2 separate regions of the Rattus norvegicus genome follow, and region 1 is linked to region 2. The links are chromatin contacts, called in public Hi-C maps. All regions are on one chromosome and are shown on one strand. The core of a region is the stretch at or near the end of the contact, and the rest is flanking DNA. Distances in the headings are between cores, read along the strand shown. Region 1 overlaps Rab1a (RAB1A, member RAS oncogene family). Region 2 has its middle 31 kb from the start of Actr2.

Region 1 (4,162 bases), core at 1,474-3,973, 78 kb before region 2:
CAAAACAAAACAAAAAACTGGTTATGAAGAACACTAGTGTCAGCACTATTATTTGGCCTAGGGTGCACAATGGCTGACAAGTTGCTGGGCATACAGAAAGCCCTGATCTTAAACCCCACTGTAAGACGGGATGGGAGGAGAAATCTACAAACAACAGGTAAGGATTTTCCATTTTGTTTTTCACATAAAAATGTTTTACGTGAGGCTGGGCATGGTATGGTGGTGCATGCCTTTAGTTCCAGTGCTGGGGGACAGAAGCAGGCAGATCTCTGAGCTCAAGGTCAGCTTTATATACAGCCAAGACTACAGAGAAACTCATCTTAAAGAACAAACAAAAATTATGGTAACAGTCTACAGATGTTTAAAATTAACAAGTTACGTCTGCTTTGGGTTTTTACTTTACTGAGATGAGATCCTGCTCTGCTGCCTAGGCTGGTCTCAATCTCCTGGGCTCCTGAGATCCTATTTCAGCCTCCCAAGCAGCTAACTAGAGGCACAGGACATCATGCTAATGGAGCATTTTCTTTCCCTATTCATATTCCATTACCTTTTGCTTGTAATGGTAAATCTCTTAAGTTATCTCCAAATTAACTATCTCATTCAGATAGTTCAGATTTAACATTTGCTACAAGCAAATGAGTTTTTTGTTTTTATTTCTCGAATAGTAAAAATAAATTTCTGACCGAAAGTCTGTTCAAAAGCCTTCAAGGACAGCCAGTCCACACAGTGAGTTCAGGCTAGCCAAAATTACAGTGAGATTGTGTCAAAATCATCCACACACATACACAAAAGTAACTAACTTCCTGCTTTGTTGGTAGCATATAATATTCTCTAGAAACTTACCTGGTCTGTCACATCATACACAACTATGATGCCATGGGCTCCTCTGTAATAACTGGAGGTGATTGTTCGAAATCTTTCCTGGCCTGCTGTGTCCCACTATAGAAAAAAATCAGGGAAGGCAAACAATTCCATTAAAACATACTTGGGGGAACATGCAGGAGAAAACTGTAGATTACTAGGATTTGAAATGCCAGCAGTATTTAATGCTTACATTATTAAATTGCATTGCAAGTATCAAATATGTTAAAATCCAGAAGAGAAGATAATGCCTACGGTTTAGCAGGTAGTACTGATGCCAAAATTCTAAATTCTTTGAGAATATAAGCTATGCTAGGCTAGGCTAGGCCGTCAGTAAAACTAGAGTCCAGAGCCACAGCTTACTTCTTGGCTGCAGCCACTTGTCACAGACCAGGCTCTGCCACGCCCTAGGGTAACAAGGAGGCGCTATCTCAGTCTGAGCAGAAATAATGTAAGGAGAATGTTCCTTAACACCTTTGAAATGAAGCTCATTTCTTCTAAGTGGAGAAGAGCATGGAGGGAAGGTTCAACTGTTAAGAGGATATATTGGTCTTCCAGAGAACCTGAGTTCAATTCCCAGTACCCAGATTAATGCTTGTAACTAACTCTAGCTTCAAAGGCATCCAATGCCTCTGGTTTCTTCAGGCACATGCATTCATATACACATATGCTTAATAAAAATACCTTTTAATGAGAAAAGACAGATAAGATTGGCCAGCAAGAGCTATGCAAACCTGACAACCTGAGGTTGATCCCTGGAACCCATGACAGAAGGAAGAAACTATAAGAAGGTATCCTCAGGTCAAGTATGGGGACTGCCTATAGTCCCTGCACTGAGGCAACAAAGGCAGGTGGAGCTCTGTGGGTTCAAGACTAGCCTTTTCTATATACAGCAAGTTCTAGGCCAACTACGGTTATATAGTTTGAGACCCTCTTTTAAAAATAAAAATCCTCTGACCACCACAGATGTGCCATGGCACAGAAGTCCCACACACATGGTAATATTAATAGGGCCTTTTAAATTTTTATTTTGATTTTGGTTTTCAAAATAGGGTTTCTGTGTAGTCCTGCCTGTCCTGGAATGTTGTAGATCAGGCCATCCTCCAACTCAGAAATCTGCCTCTGCCTCTGCCTCTGTAATTCCTCCCCTGTGCTGAAATTAAAGGTGTCCACCATCATGCCTGGCTGACAATTATTAATTATGTTTTTAAAGACAAAAATGTGTAACACATTAGGATACCTTATCATTTAGATGCACATGTGCACGCATACACACACACAAAAACTACATTTGGGGAAATGTGAAAACTAGATATATAATATTAATGATAATTCTGTTAAATATAATGGTGAAACAGATAATAAAATGTAGATGCATATTAATTATAGTAAGTCTTTTTTTTTTTTTTTTTGTAAAATTGGGCATAGTGGTGCATAACTGTAGTCCCAGCAGCAGTGAGGGCGCAGAAGCAGGATGATTACAACAAATTCAAAGCCAGCCAAGGCTACATAGTAAGTCTGTCTCAAAACACCCCCAAAGCCTTTAAACATTAACAAAGGAAACTTCCAGATGAAACAGAAAGCAGCCAGGTGTGGTGGCACACACCTTTAATCCTAACACTTGGGAGGCAGAAGCAGGTAGATCTGTGAGTTCAGGGCCAGCTTAGTCTACAAAGCAGTTTTCAGAAGAGTCAGGTCTGTTAAATGGTAAAGAGAGGGAGAAAAGAAAATGAAAGCAAATAATATTCAAGGTGAGCAGCTACTTATCTAAAATCCAAAATAAAATCAATACTGGCTTCATTTCACTTTTCCCTCTGGAGTCTTCCAACCCAGCTCAGGGAGACCTGGCCATCATGACAGAGCATAAAACATGAAGGGACAGACTTAGAGCACTTGGAAGAAAGCACACGGCCTGACAAGCTGACATGCAGTGGGCTAGACGTACAATTTTGCATTTACATTCTTATAACATTTTCTTTTTGTGTGTATATATGGCATGTATATGTAGGGACCTAAGGCCTTCCTGGATTACACTCCACCTTACTCACTGAGCCCAGAGCTGACTGAATGGCTGACAAAGCTGTCCCGTGCTCCTGTAACCCACTCTCTGCCTTCCATGGATTACAGACAGGTGGGTCCCCACCTACAGCGTCTTCACAGGTGAACTCAGGTCCTCGAAGTCACAAGTACTACTGGACCATATCTGCAGCCCTTTCTACACACGCCCCAAATTAAAGACAAGCAAACCTAAATCTTAACAATACAGACAGGGGTTGGGGATTTAGCTCAGTGGTAAGAGCGCTTGCCTAGGAAGTGCAAGGCCCTGGGTTCGGTCCCCAGCTCCGAAAAAAAAAAAAAAAAAACAATACAGACTGCTAGGGAAGGTGCTTAATGTAACAGTGAATGTAAACTCATGCATTCCTTTTTTATTCTTTAGTAGATTAACAATAAGCATGAAGTCCACGAAGACCAAGAGAGAAATTTTATTTTATTTTTTTTCATTTTTCTTTTTTTCGGAGCTGGGGACCGAACTCAGGGCCTTGTGCTTACTAGGCAAGCGCTCTACCACTGAGCTAAATTCCCAACCCCGAGAAATTTTATTTTTATGTATGAGTGTTTTGCCTGCACGTATATCTGTACACTAAGTACATGCCTGTCGGCCACAGAGGCAAGAAGGCATCGGACTTCATGGGGCTGAAATTATGGTGTGTGCAGCACTGAACCCCCAGTGCACTGAGCCACTTCTCCACACCCAAAGGAAGAAAATTTTTAAGAAATTCAGAAAAGTTTGTCTCACATACTGTACTGTACTATATTTTAGGGAACCCTTTTATAAAAGGTACTTGAAAATGCAAGACATGAAAGTTCGATGCCAAAAGAAAAGTAATTAACTTGATTCACACAGCTTCAAACTGCAGAGGAATTCTACAAAAGTTAAAGGACACTGACTCCAGCCCAATATAAAGAATGGAGAGCTAGAGCCAGTAAACTAAAAGTACCTGCTTTTGAAAATGGTGAATTTCCTAAATATGTTTATGTAACAACACCAGATAAGGAAAGAAAATTCCTGTTAAAAACTCCTGTTACAGAGAGTAAACTGCAAGATCCTTTCCAGACAAAGGAAGTAACAAAATTAAAATATTTTAAAATACACAAATCCTGTAGAGATTGATGACCACATATTCTACTGATACCTAGGCTTGGATGGGTCCTCTACAATATTGTGTCACATAGCGTATCATACAATAGCATACCCCAGAGCCCACTGACCTGTCTCCAAGATCAGAAAGGGACACACATA
Region 2 (4,219 bases), core at 834-3,333:
CATTCAGATCTGCGCTCCCGTGTTTAATAGGTTTCATGCCCGTGTACTTATTGACTGACTGCAGGGTAGGAAGCTATTACAGCATTTGTTCTAAGGAATAAGTTCTAAAGGAAATGGCCTAGCCTGGCCTTCTCTCTCCAGGTCTTATTTTTAAGTCATCACTTCCTTCTGCCACAGAGGTTTTCAAATGACATTGATTTCTTTGCATTCTAATAGGCACCACACCGGAAAGACCATAGAGCTGTCTCTAGTGCTCTCCAATTGTACTCTCCAGTGCTACCCTGTGGGAGAGGGCATTAGCACACAGCTTGACTCCTGGACATCAGGACAGTTCCTGGTAACTGCCATAGCTACCGAATCCAACCCACCCAGAACAGGAGGGATTTGAGGACAAAAGTTTTATCAATTTGGGAATTTGGTTTTGGTTTTTTTTATTGTTGTTTGAGACAGAATCTTTCTATACGACCTTGATTGGCCCACAACCTGCTGAGTTTTTTTTTTCTTTTTTTTTTCTTTTTTCTTTTCTTTTCTTTTTTTTTTTTTTTTTTTTCGGAGCTGGGGACCGAACCCAGGGCCTTGCACTTGCCAGGCAAGCGCTCTACCACTGAGCTAAATCCCCAACCCACTGAGCTAAATCCCCCCAACCGAGAAGTTTTAAGGATATATCTTTGACGTATTTAAGGACACTCGAGTTGTATACACATGGGCACACACATATCTGTGAAATCATGTATGTAGTATTAGTTATGCAATATTAGTCTCACGTTTTAGAGATAGAAAGGGTGAAGCTGGAAAATGAAGTGTTTTGCACCGGGTCACACCTGAGGCAGTTTCCTGACTTGGTTGCTGGTCCCGAACGCTTCTGTATCAGTCCACTCACTGGACATTGGAGAAGACCCAGAACAGGCACATATCCTAGTGAGATGCAATGGGAAGGTCAGAGGTTCAGGCCATTCAGTTCGCTTTAAATAAAGCAACAAAAAAGACCATACCTGACTCTTGCCTTGATGGCGTCAAGGTCTATATTTAAGGTCTATATTACCGAGCAGATGCTTGGTACTAATTACATAAAAAGAAGAACGAATAATCAGATACAGTCTCAGCTGGTGTTAATTAAAATGCACAATCCCAAGTAGGAGGCACTTATTAAATAATCAAGTAGTCAGAGGCGGGGAATGCTCTAAATTATACATGGAAAGAAAGAAGCGTTCTGTTAGGGAAGAGGGTGCCACTGTAAGTGGACTTAAACCAGTGTTTTTCAGCCTGTAGGTCAAGCCCCTTTGGCAAACCTCTCTCTCCAAAATAGTTACTTTATGGTTCATAACAGTAGAAAAAATGCAGTTATGAAGTAGCAATGAAATAATTCCGTGGTTGGAAATGAGTTACTGGAGGAGGGAATAGTCAGAAGACTGGAGTGCTAGGTGTGGACGTGCTTATTACCACAGCACCTGGGAGGTAGAGGTCAGAGGATCAGGAGCTCAAGGTCATCTTGCAGCCACACAGCTAGTTCAAGGCCAGCACTGGCTACATGAGACCCTGCCTGCTTAACAGGCAGGGGTTGAAGGCTGTTGTATAGAACGGAGACAGGGGAGCTCCCAACCCACAGGTAGATTATACAGAGCCTTAGGGGCTCACAGTGGGCTTTAAACTTCATCCCAAGGACAGTGGGAGATCGCTAACACACTACAAGTGAGACCTGGTCTGCAAAGGGGTTCAAGGCCCTTGCAAAAGTAATTTCCTGAAGGGACACATTGTTTCTGGGCTGCATAAAGAGACAGTGGTGAAGAGAGCCTGGCAGGGCAGAGAGGGCAGCAGGCTCTGGGCAGAGGGCCTGAAAGGTGAAAGCAACGTGCTGGAGGGTCACTGAGTTGTGGAAGGAAGAAGAAGGTAGAGAAGGTTTCGTTTTATGTTGTGACCATCACAGTTAAGAGTGATGACAGGGCAGAGGGCAACGGTCCTCACATGAGGGCAGTAACGACATAGCTGGAACCCAAAACGAAAGCATTTTGCCCTTTGACTCTGTCACCCCACCAGGGAGGATGCCCTGTGGTTCAAGTAAGTACTGTTACTTCTCTTTTGCAGAAGCCGCTGGAAAACGAAAGTCTGGATTCCCGGAAGTCTCCACTTTCAGGTGCTGTACAACCCTGCCCTCTGCTGGCCAATTCTGGTAGACACCCAAGAAACTAAGCTGTAGAAACTGCAGGCACAGGCAGCAAAGACAGAGAGTTATGCTACATACGTCTTGGTTACCTTTCTATTATCGTAACAAAACACCACGACCAAAGCAGCAGATAAAAAATTTTAATTGAGCTTACAGTTTCAAAGGACTATACCCCATGATGATGGAGCAAAGGCATGGCAACAGCAGGAACAGCTGAGAGATCACATCCTGAACCACAAACAAGACACAGAGAGCACTCCAGGAATGATAGGACACTTTTGAAAGCTCAAAGCCAGGGGTTGGGGATTTAGCTCAGTGGTAGAGCGCTTGCCTAGGAAGCGCAAGGCCCTGGGTTCGGTCCCCAGCTCCGGAAAAAAAAAAAAAAAAAAAAAAGAAAGCTCAAAGCCCCGCCCCCAGTGACACACCTCTTCCAACCAAGCCGTACTTCCTAATCCTTCCCAAACAGTTCTACCAACTGGGCCCACTCTCATCCAAAGCACCACATTGTCACACTTCACTTCGTAATGTTTCTGTCAGATTTAGGCTCAGAACAGTGTTCTTACAAGTAAGGCACCCTCTGTAAATAATGCCAGCTCATGTTATCACAGGATGAAAAGGCATCCCATGGAAAGCTGAGAGAACACAAACTGTTCTATAAATTGTGTTCTCACTCTCCTAGTGGAATGATCGTAATAAACGATTGGTAATGAAATATAGAAACTTTAACTAGATCTCTAAATGACACTTTGGAAAGGTGTAAACATTACAAACTACAAACGAAATCATCCAAATTAAAATACAGGGTGTTCTAGTAGTCTCGAGACCTCTCTCTTGCTTCTATATTCACTCACTGTTCTGGCTACTGTGTCTATTTGTTTGAGTCAAGTTCTCAATGTGTACCCTTGAGTGGGCTTTGTGTTCATTAACTAGCCCAGGCTGATCTTGAACTGAATTCTTCTGTCTCAGCCTCTCAAGCACTGGGATTACAGGAGCACGTCGCCCCAGCCAGCTGCCTTCACCCTGACTTCTATCAGCAGAGATGAGCTTACCCTGTTCTTGAGTATCATATCGGTAGAGTCAACAGTGTGCTCTCTTGTATTGTGCCTCTTTGGCTTAACATAACCTGTGCCATTTCCTAAATTGTATATTGTAATAAATCCCTTTAAAAAAATCTTCAAACTTTTTTTTTTAAATAAGGTGTTCTTTTTTTTTTTTAATTTTATTTATTATATATCTAAGTACACTGTAGCTGTCTTCAGATACACCAGAAGAGGGCATCAGATCTCTTTACAGATGGTTGTGAGCCACCATGTGGTTGCTGGGAATTGAACTCATGACCTCTGGAAGAGCAGTTGGGTGCTCTTAACCGCTGAGCCATCTCTCCAGCCCCTTCAAACTTTTTTTTGTTTAAGATTTACGTGTATGTGTTGGTGCCCTTGGAGGTCAGAGAACATAGACCCCAGGAGCTAGATTTACAAGTCATTGTAGGTATCATAATATAATGTGGCAGGACGGAGTACCTTAGTGGACCTGGCTGGCTAAGGTGTCCCCCTGAACAACCAAGCCACGTGACAGACCTAGTATGAAGAAGGTTTATTGGCAGAAAGGGAGGGGGACTTGGAGAAGGGGTAGAGGCACAGACGGAGACAGAGAAGGACTGAAGGAGAGGGGAGAGAGGAAGAGACTGGCCAGGAACACATATCGAAGAGAAGGGAGAGGGGAGGGGGGGAGGGGAGGGGGAGAGGAAAAGGGGAGGGGGGAAAGGAGGGAGGTCAAACAGTTCTTATAGGCCAGGTTGGCTTGTACCTGGCAGGTAGCTACACAAGCTAGGTAGCTGTTGGGCAGAGCCCAGAAAAATTGTCAACATTAGGTGTCCCAACGCAAGTGCTCAGAACCAAACTCTGTTCCTCTGTAAGAGTAACAAGCTCTCCTGACTTCCGAGCCATGCCTCCGCCCAGCGAACCATATATTAATACAGGAATTCTTGCAAAGACCTGGAGACTGGTCCTCAGCCACTGCACTGAGTAGGGCACACCTGCCTGGAACTCCAGCTCTGGG

The links. Hi-C and Micro-C count contacts between places; a contact is called where the count stands out from the background.
Region 1: a Hi-C map of liver shows a contact between it and region 2, with 5 times the contacts expected there. The contact joins two enhancer-like sites. A contact is called at or near these places in 9 of 12 Hi-C or Micro-C datasets (the A7r5 cell line, the Rat2 cell line, Schwann cells and 5 more) and 1 of 1 datasets of contacts at active chromatin or transcription factors (oligodendrocytes).

The regions. Positions count from the first base shown.
Region 1 is chr14:98,643,077-98,647,238 of GRCr8, reverse strand. It overlaps Rab1a (RAB1A, member RAS oncogene family), which reads right to left. Exons shown (of 6, transcript NM_031090.3): 4 at 844-939. Among named protein-coding and RNA genes, the nearest start is that of Rab1a, 21 kb to the right of the region's middle. Within about 2 kb of position 2,723, at least 2 of the 93 cell types and tissues checked have an H3K27ac peak or open chromatin away from gene starts, as enhancers often do. A contact at or near this core is called in liver, where this site is marked.
Region 2 is chr14:98,564,250-98,568,468 of GRCr8, reverse strand. No RefSeq gene overlaps it. Among named protein-coding and RNA genes, the nearest start is that of Actr2, 31 kb to the right of the region's middle. Within about 2 kb of position 2,083, at least 23 of the 93 cell types and tissues checked have an H3K27ac peak or open chromatin away from gene starts, as enhancers often do. A contact at or near this core is called in liver, where this site is marked.